Linked DNA regions of Mus musculus: all the other regions are linked to region 1. A link is a contact called in public promoter capture Hi-C data. All regions are on one chromosome and are shown on one strand. The core of a region is the stretch at or near the end of the contact, and the rest is flanking DNA. Distances in the headings are between cores, read along the strand shown.

Region 1 (4,361 bases), core at 514-3,013:
GAGACGCCTATTCTTAATGCATAGCACTGGCAAGGTCCTTAGCCTAAGAGCTTAGGCTGTGTCTTCATTTCTGGAAGGCTTGCAGATTCCCTCAACGAAACTCAACTGGTGGTCGCTCCTTGTCCTTAGAACCCCTCAGATGACAAAAGGGAATTCATATTAACCCCAGGTAACCTACAAGTCCTCACACCTGCGGGGATTCCTGGTGGTGTAACTGTCTTACACCATCAAGCGGGTCCCTAGAATGGCAGTAGCCACCCAGCCTTCCAATGACCACACCTATTCCCAGGAGTGTTTCTTTATTCAGGGTCCCTGGCAGCGTCTTAATTTAAGAGAGCTTCCTGTACCTCCATGCCCTGCCCTAGCTGGCTCTCAGATCCCCAGGGCCACTCACATGGTGACAGTGGTGGTGGGGGTCAGGAAAGTTGTACTCCACCTGCTCTAAGATATTGACTTGGGTGACAGAAACCTAGGTTTCCCTCCGTAAAAGAAAGTTGGCTACAGGCCTCCTGAGGCCTGTGGGAGGCAGCTGGGGGAAGCCAAGTGAGTGAGTCCGAAACCCCAGGATGGCGGAAAAACAACAGGCCTCAGGCCTAGGATCCAGTTGACCGCAGGACCCGAGACTTCTTTCTCCAAGTGTCTACCTGGGAGAGGCCCAGACCCAGGATACTGGCATTGGAGGTTTGGATCTGGATGAGCGATGGCAGGAGAGTGCCGGGAAAGCAAGTTTGCTGCGGGGGTTGAAGGGGGATGGGTGAAGGGGCTCCGACTTCGGGTGAGGGCGGGTGGAGCCGAGGAAGAAAGCGTCGGCCAGGCCAGGCGGCCAGGCCAGGCGGAGGAGCGCCGGAGCCGGCGGTATCCAAGCGAGTGGGAAAACTGGAGCAGCGGAGCCGCGGCAGGTCAGGCTACCCTACCGCCCACCCAGCCATCTCTAAGCCTCAACCCACGCAAGGCTAGGTGCTGGGAAATAAGGCTGGGTTGAAGCGGGGACGCATCCGACTGCCTGCGTGGCCCAGCCTTCCTCAGCAGCTGCCCACTCGGGTCCCTCCCAATCCTGTCCCTACAGCGCGCGCGTGACTTTCTCCGCCCTTGCTCCGGGGACCCCGGCGCGGAGGCCCTGGCTCTCGGTGTCGGGCTTCTCCAACTGATTCGTGTCCTTACTACACCAACCAGCCCGGATGGGCCTAGAGAGAGAGAAAGAGAGAGAGAGAGAGAGAGAGAGAGAGAGAGAGAGAGAGCACCGGTCCAGCAGGACGAAACAAGGTCCAGCCCCCTGCTTTGTCCCCCGCGTTCAGCTCAGTGTCCCGCACACAATAGGCACTCGGAGTATTTACAGGATGAACTACCAAATGAATGAACCACTGTATGATCTGAGAGATGGACGTTGTAGGGATGTCGGAGGCCCCAGGAAAGGCAGCTTGGTGGCCCAGGGAATCAGAGCTGCGGCTGTCCCCTTACCTCGTACCAGGATGCGGCGGCAGTGGTCTGTCTCACCGAGCGCCTGCTGTCCGTCGCTGTCCCCTCCGCTCTCCCTGGAGCCCGCAGGGCTGGAGGCGGAGGTCCCAGCAATCTCCCTCGGACTCGCGCTACCTGTGTCAGCACGCAAATCTTCCGCTCCGCGGTGCTCTCCGTGACGCCCGCTGCGGCCACCAGGCTCCTCCCGGCGCTTGGGGCCGCGGTCCCGCTCCGCGCCCCCATCGCCCATGCCCGCCGCCACTGCTGCTTGGGCCACAGCAGCCGCTAGTCCTAGCTCAGGGTAGCAGGTCCCTCCCTGCCCCTCCCCACCCCTTCCTCCATCTGCCCCGCCCCCTACAGGCCCCGCCCCCGTCGGCGATTGGGCGCGAGCTGGGGTTCCAGGACTCTGGGTGGATCCAGTAGGCGCAGCGCAACGGGAGTTCGTTCAGGGGGAGGAAAAAAGGAGGAGGGAGTGAGGGGAAGAGAGACAAGGGGAGGGAAAGAGGAGAAGGAGGAGGGATAGGAGGAAAAGAGATATGTGGAGAAGGGGGAGGGGATGGTGTCTTCGCGCCTCCTCGCGTGGGGCGGTGTTTAGAGCCTGGCAATGGGAGACTGGACAGCCCCGTGGTACAGAAGACCGCCCCACACCCTCTCATAAACTTTATTACTCCCTACCCATTGGTCCCTCTCGCCCTCTTCCCTCTGTTCCCTATATCTCCAGGGAAATGCACCTAGCTTTCAGTCTGGCTCCGCTTGATGGAAAACTCAGAGCTCGAGGAGGCGACCCTGACTCGACCCGGCAGAAAAGAGGAGGTTTGCTGGGCTCCGGAACTTGGTGCGGTGGGGGCGACGGTAGAGAGTGGGGTGTAGGTCTGGGGTTCAGGGCACGCGTCCCCCAACCAAGGCACTCACACTCAGGCACACAGAACAGCCACTTATTGTGGGGATCCCGCGAGTTTCGCCAGACAAGCCCGGGAGGCGGATGCTGTCCCCAGCCAGGGTGAGGTGCGGAGCTGGACCGGCAGACCGCCAGGTTGTACTGCCAAGAGCAAACGCTGGGCTCTCCCGCAGCTCTGAGGTTGTCACTCCTGGGACTGACACCTAGAGAATGAGACTGAGCACGGGCTTTTTTTTTTTCTCGCGCTTCTGTCCTGGAGCAGCCCCTTGTTCAGTGCCTGCTCCAGACGGATCTCTGGACAGGAGCCTGTGTCCTCTTGGCTACACGTTCTGCAGAGTCCCGCTTCTGTTTAGACAGTGTCAGGAAGTGTGGGGAACAGTCTCATTGTATTTGACTCAGCTTTAAAAAGAGGTTTGGGGGAAAGATTGAGAAGGATGGTGTGTGTAACCGAGGGTCTATGGCTCCTTTAAAGGCCAGTATCCCGATCCTTCAGACTCTTCTTCCTTTCTTCCACTTGCAGATTTGGAATAAACTAGGTACTAGGGGTGAGCCAAATGCTTGGTGTGAGTCCAAGCCAAAGTACTTCAGGAGATCCCAAGATCTGGTAGCGGGTGTCTGTGACCACCAAGGGTAGGCTTGTGGGGTCTCTGTCTCTGAGGTTGAACAGGTGTTGGGTGTGGGGAGTCAGTCAGTGCCTTGGTCTGTGGTGTGTGTGTGTGTGTGTGTGTGTGTGTGTGTGAAAACGGTTGGAGATTTTGGGAGAGGTGGTAGATGTGACTTGGCGATTCTCACTGATTCTTGTAGTGCTGGAAAAGGAAAGAACAGCGGTAAGAGAGGATGCCTGCTGGGCCCTATTCGCAAAGAAAGGAGCGGGGGTGGGGGTGGGGTATGGCTTCCATGGTGTGTAATTGGCCGGCAGAGGGGACAGTGTGGACTGTCAGTGCCTGCTGGTTGTATGGAAGAGAGAAGAGGGAGGGAAGGAAGGAGAGAATGAGGACAGGATGGGAGAGAAGAAAAGAGGGAGCTGAGAAAGCACCAGCACTTTGCATAGTTAAGGAAACCAGAGAACTGGAACCCATCTGAGACCTAGGCAAAGTGGCCAGCCTTGTACTGGTCCCCTCCTAGCCTGCCCTCTGGAGGGCAGTAGGACTTCTCAGCAGCCCCCACAGCCCCCTCCCCCATTGACCACCTTACCTGAGCCATCTGCATTTATCTCATCTCTGGCTTTCTCAAAGTATGCCCTACATCTAGTATAGAAAAACAGAAGCGGAAGAAACTAGTGGAAGCTAGACCTCATACCCTCCACCCAAGCAGCCTCCCATGCCACCTACAAAGCTGTGTTTGTGCCGACAAAAGCAGAGTTGCGTCTTTTCACAATGTTTTCTCTGGTTGGTTTTTCCAATCAGGGTTTCTCTGTGTAGCCCTGGCTGTCCTGGAGCTCACTCTATAGACCAGGCTGGCCTCAAACTCAGAGATCTGTCTCTGCCGCCTAAGTTCTGGGAATAAAGGTATGTGCCACCACCAGCTTCTTTTCATGATGTTAAATCTTCACTTCACTGGTGGAGGAGGTCAATCAAGTCTTTTTCCAGGAGCCTTTTCTGGGCTCTGGTCCCCAAGTGAGCTGAACCATCCTTCCTGGAGAGGCTGATGGTTTTGGAGAGTGCTTTGGAACTAGAGTCTGGAAGTTCGGACTCTTCTGGGTCTCCAGGTGACCTGGAAGCTCTCAGGTGATCCGGTTCCTTGGTGCCACTGGTCTCTGGCCAGTCTTTGCACTTAGGGAGACTGTGTTCTTTAGTGCTGTCCTTGCTAAGGAGGTCTGGGTGCTACTATGTTGTTATTTGGCCAGTGAGTGCCACAGTCATGGTGGGTGGGTGGGGGTGTTGCCTTTGTCTGAAGGTCTGAGTGTGCCCTGGGAAGGGAGGCAGGAGTTTTATTCCTACTGTGTTCTTCCTGCTGCCTCACATCCCAACCTGACCATAAGCCTAGAGAACCTCTCTTCCAACCTCAT
Region 2 (4,186 bases), core at 15-2,514, 550 kb after region 1:
CTGTTCTCTACATTCTCAGTTCCTGGCCTTGAATTCCCAGAAACCAAGCGGCTGCCTAGTTCTCCATCTAAAGCTTTGCTTCCTTAAGCCCAAAGCCAACGCAAAACCAAAGAACCGATCCCTTAGGCCTCCCCCCACAGCTAGGACAGAGATGTGGCGTGCACTTAACACAAGAGAACAGAGATATTTTTTACTCTTTCATTTTCTCGAGGTCCTACCAATCTGTTTTATTTTTTAAAATGCCTTGACTTTGGGAGTAAGAGAGTTGACCCCACATTGACCGCTCTTGCAGAGGGCCTGGGTTTGATTCTTAGCACCCATGTGATGGCTCCAAACTGTAACTCCAGTTCCAGGAGATCTGATCCTCTCTCCTGGCCTCTGCAGGCATCAGACATGAACACAGTACACAAACACACATGCAGACAAAACACCCATATACATAAAATTTTTTTTTGACTTAAAGGTAATTGGTTTTTGACCAGTGAGATGGGAGAGTGTTGGTATGGGAAGAAGCTATGAGTTCAAAGGCAACCCGGTCTATATTGTGAGTTCTAGACCAGCCAGGGCTACACATTGAGACCTTGTCTCAAAATAAAAGGCAAGCCATGGTTGCGCATGTGATTCCTTTAATCACAGCACTCTGGAGGCAGAGTTGAGTTGGAGGCCAATATGGTCTATATAATCAGACTGTCTCGATTTAAAAAAAAAAAAAGTAATAATGATAATAAAGTAAGTTTTAAGGTCACCCTCACAGTTGTTTGATCCATTTCGTAGTCCTGAAATTGTCAAGATAGTGATTCATCCATCAGACCCTCTTCCTAGTGCCTCTGGTTTACCCACCAACACGGGTTCCTGGTCAGAAAGGAATTACTATTTGCACTAGTGGTTCAGCTGTTTCCGAATTCGCTTGCCCTTGGCCTGGTCCAGCCGTTGACCCTTTCCCTCAGGGACCGAGGTACAGGCATGCCCATCTCGAACCTAGAGCTAGTCCACTGCCTCGATACCGGCCAACCCCAGTTCTTGCGCACTCCCTAAGTCTAGCTGAAACTCACCGAGCCTTCGTGACTCATTTTCGTGACAGTCACTCCAAGGCGGTGTTTCAGCTGCCTTCAGGACCCTCCATCGTTGTAGCTGCAGTGGCCGCGACCCAACGGTCTCCTCGGCAACCAGGCCCCGCTGAGGGTCCCTGGCGTGGTCCACGGTTGCTTGGTAACCGCGTAGCTGCGCGCCGCAAGTTCCAGCCACAGGCCACGCCCAGAGGCCGTGCGTCGGTGCGTCGTCTCTATGGTGGCGGCGGATTTGGAGGGACCTTAGGATCGCGGCGTCAGGCAAGGCACACTTGAGGGTGGTGGGGGTGGGTTGCAGGTGTGACCTCTAACCTTGGCGTGGGCCTTCAGGTAGCTAAGCTGTGGGAAGAAGAGCTGGAGACCACATTCTGCATTTTAGCTGAGACGTTCCGTACTAGCAGGTATTTACATCATCATTCTTATTGCGGGATTCCCTGGTGGCTGCAACACTCAACCCTGGGGCTCTCTCCAGCTCCGTGGGATCCTCTCCTCCTTGTGACTACTATCCATCACTTTCCTCGGGGATCCTATCAATCAAGGGTCTCTCTCAGTGTCTCCTGGTTGCATCTCATTGTCCTTCTCCCCTGTCCCAGTGTCCCCAGTGGCCTTCTCCCTATTTGTCGTGCCGTGACTCTAGGACTCTCTCTCTCTCTCTCTCTCTCTCTCTCTCTCTCTCTCTCTCTCTCTCTCTCTCTCTCTCTCAGAATGTTCCGCCGCGAGCGCTCCATCCCACTTCGTAGCTCTGCCGCCGCCCTGTCTAACAACCTCAGTGTACTGCAGCTGCCAGCCCGTGATCTCACGCATTTTGGGGTGGTTCATGGACCGAGCGCCCAGCTTCTCAGTGCTGCCCCTGAGGGTGTGCCCTTGGCCCAGCGCCAGCTCCACGTTAAAGAGGGTGCTGGAGTGAGTCCCCCACTTATCACTCAGGTAAGGCAAGGAGTGAAAGAGGTGTTGCTTAAATCAGTGCGATCCTTGTTCTTGAATACCTATCCTCTTGACGCCTTATGTCCTCTTCTATGATGCGCGTCTCTCCAGGTTCACTGGTGTGTCCTCCCCTTCAGAGTACTGCTGGTCCTCACCTCGCATCGAGGGATACAGGTGAGAATAGAACCCTCCTGCCCTTTCTCCAGCGCCACCCCCACCCAATAACACTTTTAGATGTCACATGCGCAGCCCACTCTGCCTCTATTTTTCGTCTTCTTTTGTTCCATTTTCTTCACTCTTCAATTCTGCATCAGCAGTTTGCTTCTGTTATTAACTCTGTGACCCTTGGGCACGGGTAGCCTCAGTGTCCTCCTCTGAAAACTATGGATAAGAATAGTGCCTGCCTCCCAGAACAGAGTTTGAGGATTCCAATGGACTTACCTGGCTGGGTGAAGTGCCCAGAACTCAACAAGGGTCATCTGGATCTTGCTCTCATCCTTGCCCCCATCTTCCAGATGTATGAGTCTGATGGCTCCGTCATGGTTTATTGGCACGCCTTGGACTCAGGCGATGCTTCTTCAGGTACCTTCAGGACCATGTGGAGCAGGGGTGGAGGCTGGGAGAATTCGCTGGGGCTGGGGGAAGTGCTGTTTCTGAGAGCTGCTTTTGTATTCAGTACAGGCTATGTTTGCCCGAGGAATTGCTGCCAGCGTCCACTTCATCTGTGTGGGTGAGCAGACTAGAGACAGGGCTAGGGCCTGTATGTGAAGTACATGATTGTGGGGTCTCAGCCAAGAGGATGCTGAGGGGTTGACGAACTTAGGAAGAGTTAGAGGGAAGCTGGGAAGGAAGGGTATCAGAGACTCTGAAAAACATTTAGAGAGGGATAGTGAATGGAAAGTCAGGCCTGTGGGAGTACTGAGTTTATTACTAAGACTTCTGGGATAGAGGGGGTGCTGGCTGTGGTGACTGGAGACCCAGAGGACTCAGGAAGCCATCAGTGGGACACTGGTTCTGGCTGCAGGAACGTGTTCCGGTCGAGTACTGGTCTTTGATATCCCCGCTAAGGGTCCCAACATTGTACTCAGCGAGGAACTGGCTGGGCACCAGACACCAATCACAGATATTGCCACTGAGCGTGCCCAGGGGCAGGTGAGTTCACTTCCTCCAGCGGTTCTAGTAGCCTGGGAGACTCCTTCACCCTTGGGAGGCCCAGGCGTGGGTATTAGCAATGCTAATAAGCAGAAGTGTGGCTTTGGGTTCATTTGTACGTTCTTAGAAGCAGCAACCTCAGGTCTGGAGAAAAACATACTTTCCACTAAGTGGTGTTTTATACAAATCCCTAACTCTTCTGACGCTGGTGTGAATCCAGAAGTTGGAATCTACCATCTCCCAGACGCTGCCAACCTTGTAGCTTCCTTCCTTTCCTGGACTTGAGCTAGTGCCCCTATTCTGACCCAGTTCAAGGCCAGTCTTTCCAGAAAGCTGTCTCCCAATTTCAACTCCCTCTGACTCTCCCTTAGCTTCACTCTGAGTAGGCCCGACTCTCATAGAAAAAACTCTCTTCTCCCCACTTGTATTGTAAACCTCTTGGGAACAGGGTATGGGGTTTTGTCATTTGTATCCTTCGGAGCAGCTAGTATGTCTGCCTGACACCAACCAGGTCAAGAGGTCTAGGGACTAGTGATGACTGTGGCCCACTGCAAAACCTCCAAAAAGTCAGGACATGGTGGTTTTAGTCTTCCCACCCATCCCAAAAGGACAATTGTACATCCTCTTCTACTCCACAGTGGGGATGGGGGTGGGGGTGGGGAGGCAGCAGTTGTGAGTGCATACAAGGAGCTGCAAGGAGTCTATGCTTGAGAGACTCCTGCAGACGTGTCCATGGTGTGAGCTGGTGAAAGAGCCACCTCTCACCCTTTCCCTGTAGAAGCAGAGAGGCAGGCATGGCCACACCTCCCCTCCTGGTCTGGACTCTGGACCACATAGACTGTAAAGGGAAGAAGAGCTAACCCTGCCTGATTTCCTCCCCAGGATGGTGTTGCTGACATGGTGACAGCAGATGACTCGGGTGTCCTGTGTGTCTGGAGGTCGGGACCTGAGTTCACCTTACTGACCCGAATACCAGGATTCGGGTAGGAGAGGCAGACTAGGGCTATGGCCTTTGTGAGGTGACTTCAGGACAGGGAGTATGT
Region 3 (4,272 bases), core at 477-2,976, 610 kb after region 1:
CCTGGGCTGTCGAAGGCTATCCAAGAGGGGAGGAAAAAGCCGCTGCAGCAGCTCAGAGGTAGGAGACAGTGACGCAGGGCTGCTCTGACCACCCAGGGCTGATCCTAAGGCCTGGCAGAACCCTGGCATGACAAAATATAGTCTGAGGGGGTGCGCAACAGGATCCTTGGGTCACCCCAATGTCCTTTTCTCCTTACCTTGGTCCCAGCTGCAGATGACAGACTGGTGAAACAGGCTGTGACACAGAGACAACAGCTCCTTCTCACACTCCTGAGGCAGGGGTGCTGATGGGAGAAATGAAGGAAGCCTGGAAACAAATCCCTGGTGACAGCCCCTGCCGACTCCACTCAAGTCAGGCATGGTGGCTCTCCGGAGGCAGGAGGCTGAGACCAGCGTCCCAGGCCAGTGTGGACTAAAACCTAAATAAAGACTGCTATGGGAAGCTGCGTGGCCTTGGGAAACCCTAAACGCTATACTTTAAACTCGGGGAAGTTCATTCATTCAAGGCCCTGCGCTTGCTGACAGGCTGGAGTTGAGAGAGGGTAAAGGGAAAAAGACACCCTCACCACAACCTCCAAATGCCAGCTCGGACCCCTCGCTTACCTTGACACAGTGCCTGACTCAGCTCTTGTGCCATTGCTCTAGGGTCCTCCCAGGGTCCCACGCGTAGGTCCAAACACTTAGCACAGGCTGCCCACAGCAAGGTCCAATACTGGCTCCACAGGGCTCCAGGTCCCCCAAGCCTCAGTCCGCTGCTGTCGGTGCTAGCCACGCCCCCTACCAGGCCCAGCAGCCCGGGCAGCAGCTCTCGCTCTTGCTCGCACTGCCGACGGAGCTGCTCCTGCAAGCCCGATCCGCCACGGGCTTCAGCCAGCTTATCTGCCACCTGACAACCCCGCTCTGCAGCCAGGAGCTGGAGCACACGGGCCGCGGGGAATGGGCGCGCGGCCCCGGGGACGAAGTTCAGGGAATGTCCCTGCAGAGTGTGGTAGAAGGGAAGGGCCAGCAACAGTTCGGCTAGCTGGGATGTCAGGCCCAGGCTAGCGGGTGTCCGGCCCAGTGAACGAAGCTGCATCTCGATGGCAGCCTCCAAGTGCTGGGCAGCTAGCCCGACAGGGCGAGTCAGGAGAAGCGTCTCCCTGGAGCCCGGGAAGCCGAGGCGCAGAGCCGCCCCACGAGATGGGCACAGCTGTAAATCGCCGTGCAACTGCTGCAGGGAGAGGGAACCGGCCGAGGAGCCGGAGCGGAGCAGCCGCACGACCGCCTGCAGGTGGCGGGCGCAGTCCCGGGCCCGCAGGAGCTGCTCTCGCTCGCGGTGCAGACGAAGCAATGTGGCCCGGAGCCGCTGAAGAGCGAAGGGCATCGGGCCGCTTGCAGACGCGGGAGCCCACGGCTGTCTGCTGAAGTCCGGGCACGGGACGCTCACCGCAGCCAGTAGCCCTAGCCCTCCACGCCTCCCCTCGTCCCGCTCCTCCCCAGCGCCCACGGGCTGCGCCCACGACGAGGGTACGTTAGCGAGTGGAGGCAAAGGGCCACTAGAGCTGGACGCCCGTGCCATTTGCACGGCGAGTCCCAAACGAACCTAACGCTCGCCGCCTCCCCGCTTCCCGTCGCACTCCACGCCCGTGGGCGCCAGGACTCACCAGCTAGCCGGAAGTCTCGTGGTCTTACTGGGGCTCCGTAGCCACGACCTCTGCCCCTAACAAAGATGGCCACCCACTTACTCTTTCCCGGCCCTTAACGACTATCAAATTCTAGCTAGACTTTCCTGTCACCGTTAACGGGAGGTGGCGCTGATGCTAAATGCTGTAGGGAGAGTCAAGCTAGGTGTGACTTGACAGCAGGAGACCCATGTCTCCGCCATCCCTGACTTCCTAGTGTACCGCCTTCCTGCAGTCTGCCCTCTGGGGGTCCTGCGGCGGTCTACTACAGAAAAGAGGAAAGCGAGACCTCAGTTTGCTTTTGCTTTGATCGTTGTCTTCGTGTTCATTTGTGGGCGTGTTGTTGTTCAGTTCTCTTTGAATCTCACTGTGTATGTTCTTAGCTATCCTGAAACTCTCATGTAGACCAGGCAGGTCTCGAACTCAGAGTTGTCAGCCTGCCTCCGCTTCCTGGCTTAAGTTAAGAGTGTGTATGTGTGTCATCACAGCCAGCTTCAACTTCTTTTATGTTTTCTTTCAGTCATCTCTGAGAGTTTTGGGAAGCAGCTGGTTCGGACCCTACTCATAAAGATCTTAGGCAAAGGAACAGCAAGGGGTCCTCGGGCTGCTGCTGCTGCTGCAATGCTCTAAGCAGGCAAAATTGAGCATTTGAGGGTCTCCAGTTTGAGGTCAAGGCAGTAGTTACAAGTGCTTGGGAATATATTGTGAACAGAGGACAAGACCCCACAGCATGGAAAAGAATATTATTACTGCCCAGCACTAAGAGATTGAGGCAGGAGGGTTGTCTAGAGGTGGTCGACACTTGGCCAACATACTTTCAAGTTAGCCTAGGCTACAGTGTGAGACCCAGCCTCTGAGAGTGGTTTAAAAGGTTGGAGATAGGGGGTTAGATTCCTGAAGTAGTTGGTACAGTTACTGAGGGAGAGAGAGGATCAGATATGGGATCACCGAAAGACTAAGTAAATATACAGCAGTTTTCCTGGCCATTCACTTCTAGACTCTCAGAGTCAACAAGTCCTCAGGCTAAAGATCCAGGTTATGAAGGGACTCTGGCTAACTCTCATGTGGGCACTGTTCTGGCAAAACCATTCCCCCTGCCTTGCTAAACAAAACAAAACAAAACAAAACAAAACAAAACCAAAAAACATTGTTACATTTCTAAAACTAGCCAAGAGGTCTATTCCCTTATTTGGCCACTTCCTTCTTCTAAGGCTGACTACCAAGGTATGGCTATCAAAGTACTGAAGTCCAGCAATCAAAAGGCCCCCTTTAGTTTACCTAATTAGCATACCCGATCAAAATTAAACACCTCATCCTAACCCGGGTTTCCCCCTTTACTATCATAACTCCATTTGTCTATGGGCCACAACTGTCTCCTCTCTATCCAGAGGTAGTCCTTTGTCCTCCAGGATAAACACCCTTGCCCCTTTTGTCTCCTCTCCTTTGTTCCCTTCCTCTTTTTCCTGGTCCTCTATCTCCTGTCTTTGTCCCTTATTACCTGCCCTTTGTCACTCTAGGGCAAATAAATTTCTTTTGTGCTGAGAACTTGGTCTGGAGCAGGGGGCAGGGGCAGGTGGTCCTGAGCTAATACTGATCAGTTACAGGTCACATAAAAATTGGCCCCCGCCGTAGATTCATGAGCACCTGCCTCCAAAGTCAAGAAGTCTCAAAACTAACTAATTGAAGCTGAAGAGGTGCTTTAGCCTGACTGCTCATGTAGAGGACCCCTGTGCAGTTGGCTTGAAACAGCCTGTAACTCCAGTTCCTGGGGGCTCTGACATCTTTGGTCTCTGGAGGCACCTTCACATGCTTGCACATGCCCGCACTAAGATACATATAATTCAAAAATAGAAGAAAATGCCGGGCGGTGGTGGCGCAAGCCTTTAATCCCAGCACTTGGGAGGCAGAGGCAGGCGGATTTCTGAGTTCAAGGCCAGCCTGGTCTACTAAATGAGTTCCAGGACAGCCAGGGCTATACAGAGAAATCCTGTCTCAAAAAATAAAATAAAATAAAATAAAATAAAAAGAAGAAGAAGAAGAAAATATTTAAAAGTTATCTTTTATTTTGTTGGGGTTTTGGCTCATAACACAAACTTCTGTTTGCTTAATAAAAAATCTTGAGAATCCTTTTACAGTCGTCCTTTTATTTCAGACATGTAGTCATCCACTAGAATGTTTTGTTTTGTTCTGAGAGGGCTGGTGAGATGACTCAGCCAATAAGGGCACTCGATTCCGAGACTGACAACTTAAGTTTGATCTCTGGACCTCACAAGATGGAAGGAGAAACACACACACACACACACACACACACACACACACACACACACCAATAATAATGAAAAAAATCCTTCTTTTCAATGAATCAGCAGTATCTAGTGGAGGCACCATCCATACATAACACAGCCTGTCCCACGAGATGTATAAACAGGGGGTAAGGTGGAATTAAGGGGTTTCTCTCTCAAAAAAAAAAAAAAATTAAGCTAAGATCTAAAAGAGACAAGAGAGCCAACCCATTTTTCTGGGAAAGCACATCCCAGGTAGAAGACATAAGACATGCGAAGTTACAGATGGTGTTAAACTGTCTCAAGACAAGCTTTGGACAATGTGTGAA

Evidence for each region. Promoter capture Hi-C pulls out the DNA fragments that hold promoters and counts their contacts.
Region 2: a promoter capture Hi-C map of stem cell-derived epiblast-like cells shows a contact between it and region 1, with 3 times the contacts expected there. The contact joins the promoter of Wdr54 here to the promoter of Vax2 in region 1. A contact is called at or near these places in 8 of 39 promoter capture datasets (the C10 cell line, embryonic stem cells, hematopoietic stem and progenitor cells and 4 more), 2 of 484 Hi-C or Micro-C datasets (both in embryonic stem cells), 8 of 115 datasets of contacts at active chromatin or transcription factors (embryonic stem cells, large pre-B cells, memory CD8 T cells and 2 more) and 2 of 9 other capture datasets (adipose tissue and pancreatic islet).
Region 3: a contact with region 1 is called in a promoter capture Hi-C map of stem cell-derived epiblast-like cells, with 2.8 times the contacts expected there. The contact joins the promoter of Ccdc142 here to the promoter of Vax2 in region 1. A contact is called at or near these places in 6 of 39 promoter capture datasets (cranial neural crest, embryonic stem cells, pre-B cells and 2 more) and 2 of 115 datasets of contacts at active chromatin or transcription factors (embryonic stem cells and large pre-B cells).

Annotation. Positions count from the first base shown.
Region 1 is chr6:83,708,641-83,713,001 of GRCm38.p6, reverse strand. It overlaps Vax2 (ventral anterior homeobox 2), which reads right to left and starts at 1,763. Exons shown (of 3, transcript NM_011912.4): 1 at 1,459-1,763. The coding sequence starts at 1,705. Vax2os (ventral anterior homeobox 2, opposite strand) reads left to right here and starts at 801. Exons shown (of 6, transcript NR_002871.2): 1 at 801-899; 2 at 2,177-2,268. It overlaps Gm32943 (a long non-coding RNA gene), which reads left to right. Exons shown (of 4, transcript XR_003956456.1): 4 at 78-204.
Region 2 is chr6:83,153,457-83,157,642 of GRCm38.p6, reverse strand. Wdr54 (WD repeat domain 54) reads left to right here and starts at 1,264. Exons shown (of 11, transcript NM_001362119.1): 1 at 1,264-1,328; 2 at 1,398-1,468; 3 at 1,772-1,994; 4 at 2,103-2,165; 5 at 2,507-2,573; 6 at 2,668-2,721; 7 at 3,016-3,143; 8 at 4,026-4,126. The coding sequence starts at 1,773. It overlaps 1700003E16Rik (RIKEN cDNA 1700003E16 gene), which reads right to left and starts at 1,239. Exons shown (of 4, transcript NM_027948.1): 1 at 1,053-1,239. The coding sequence starts at 1,070.
Region 3 is chr6:83,098,970-83,103,241 of GRCm38.p6, reverse strand. Ccdc142 (coiled-coil domain containing 142) reads right to left here and starts at 1,726. Exons shown (of 9, transcript NM_001081266.1): 1 at 604-1,726; 2 at 198-284; 3 at 1-122. The coding sequence starts at 1,558.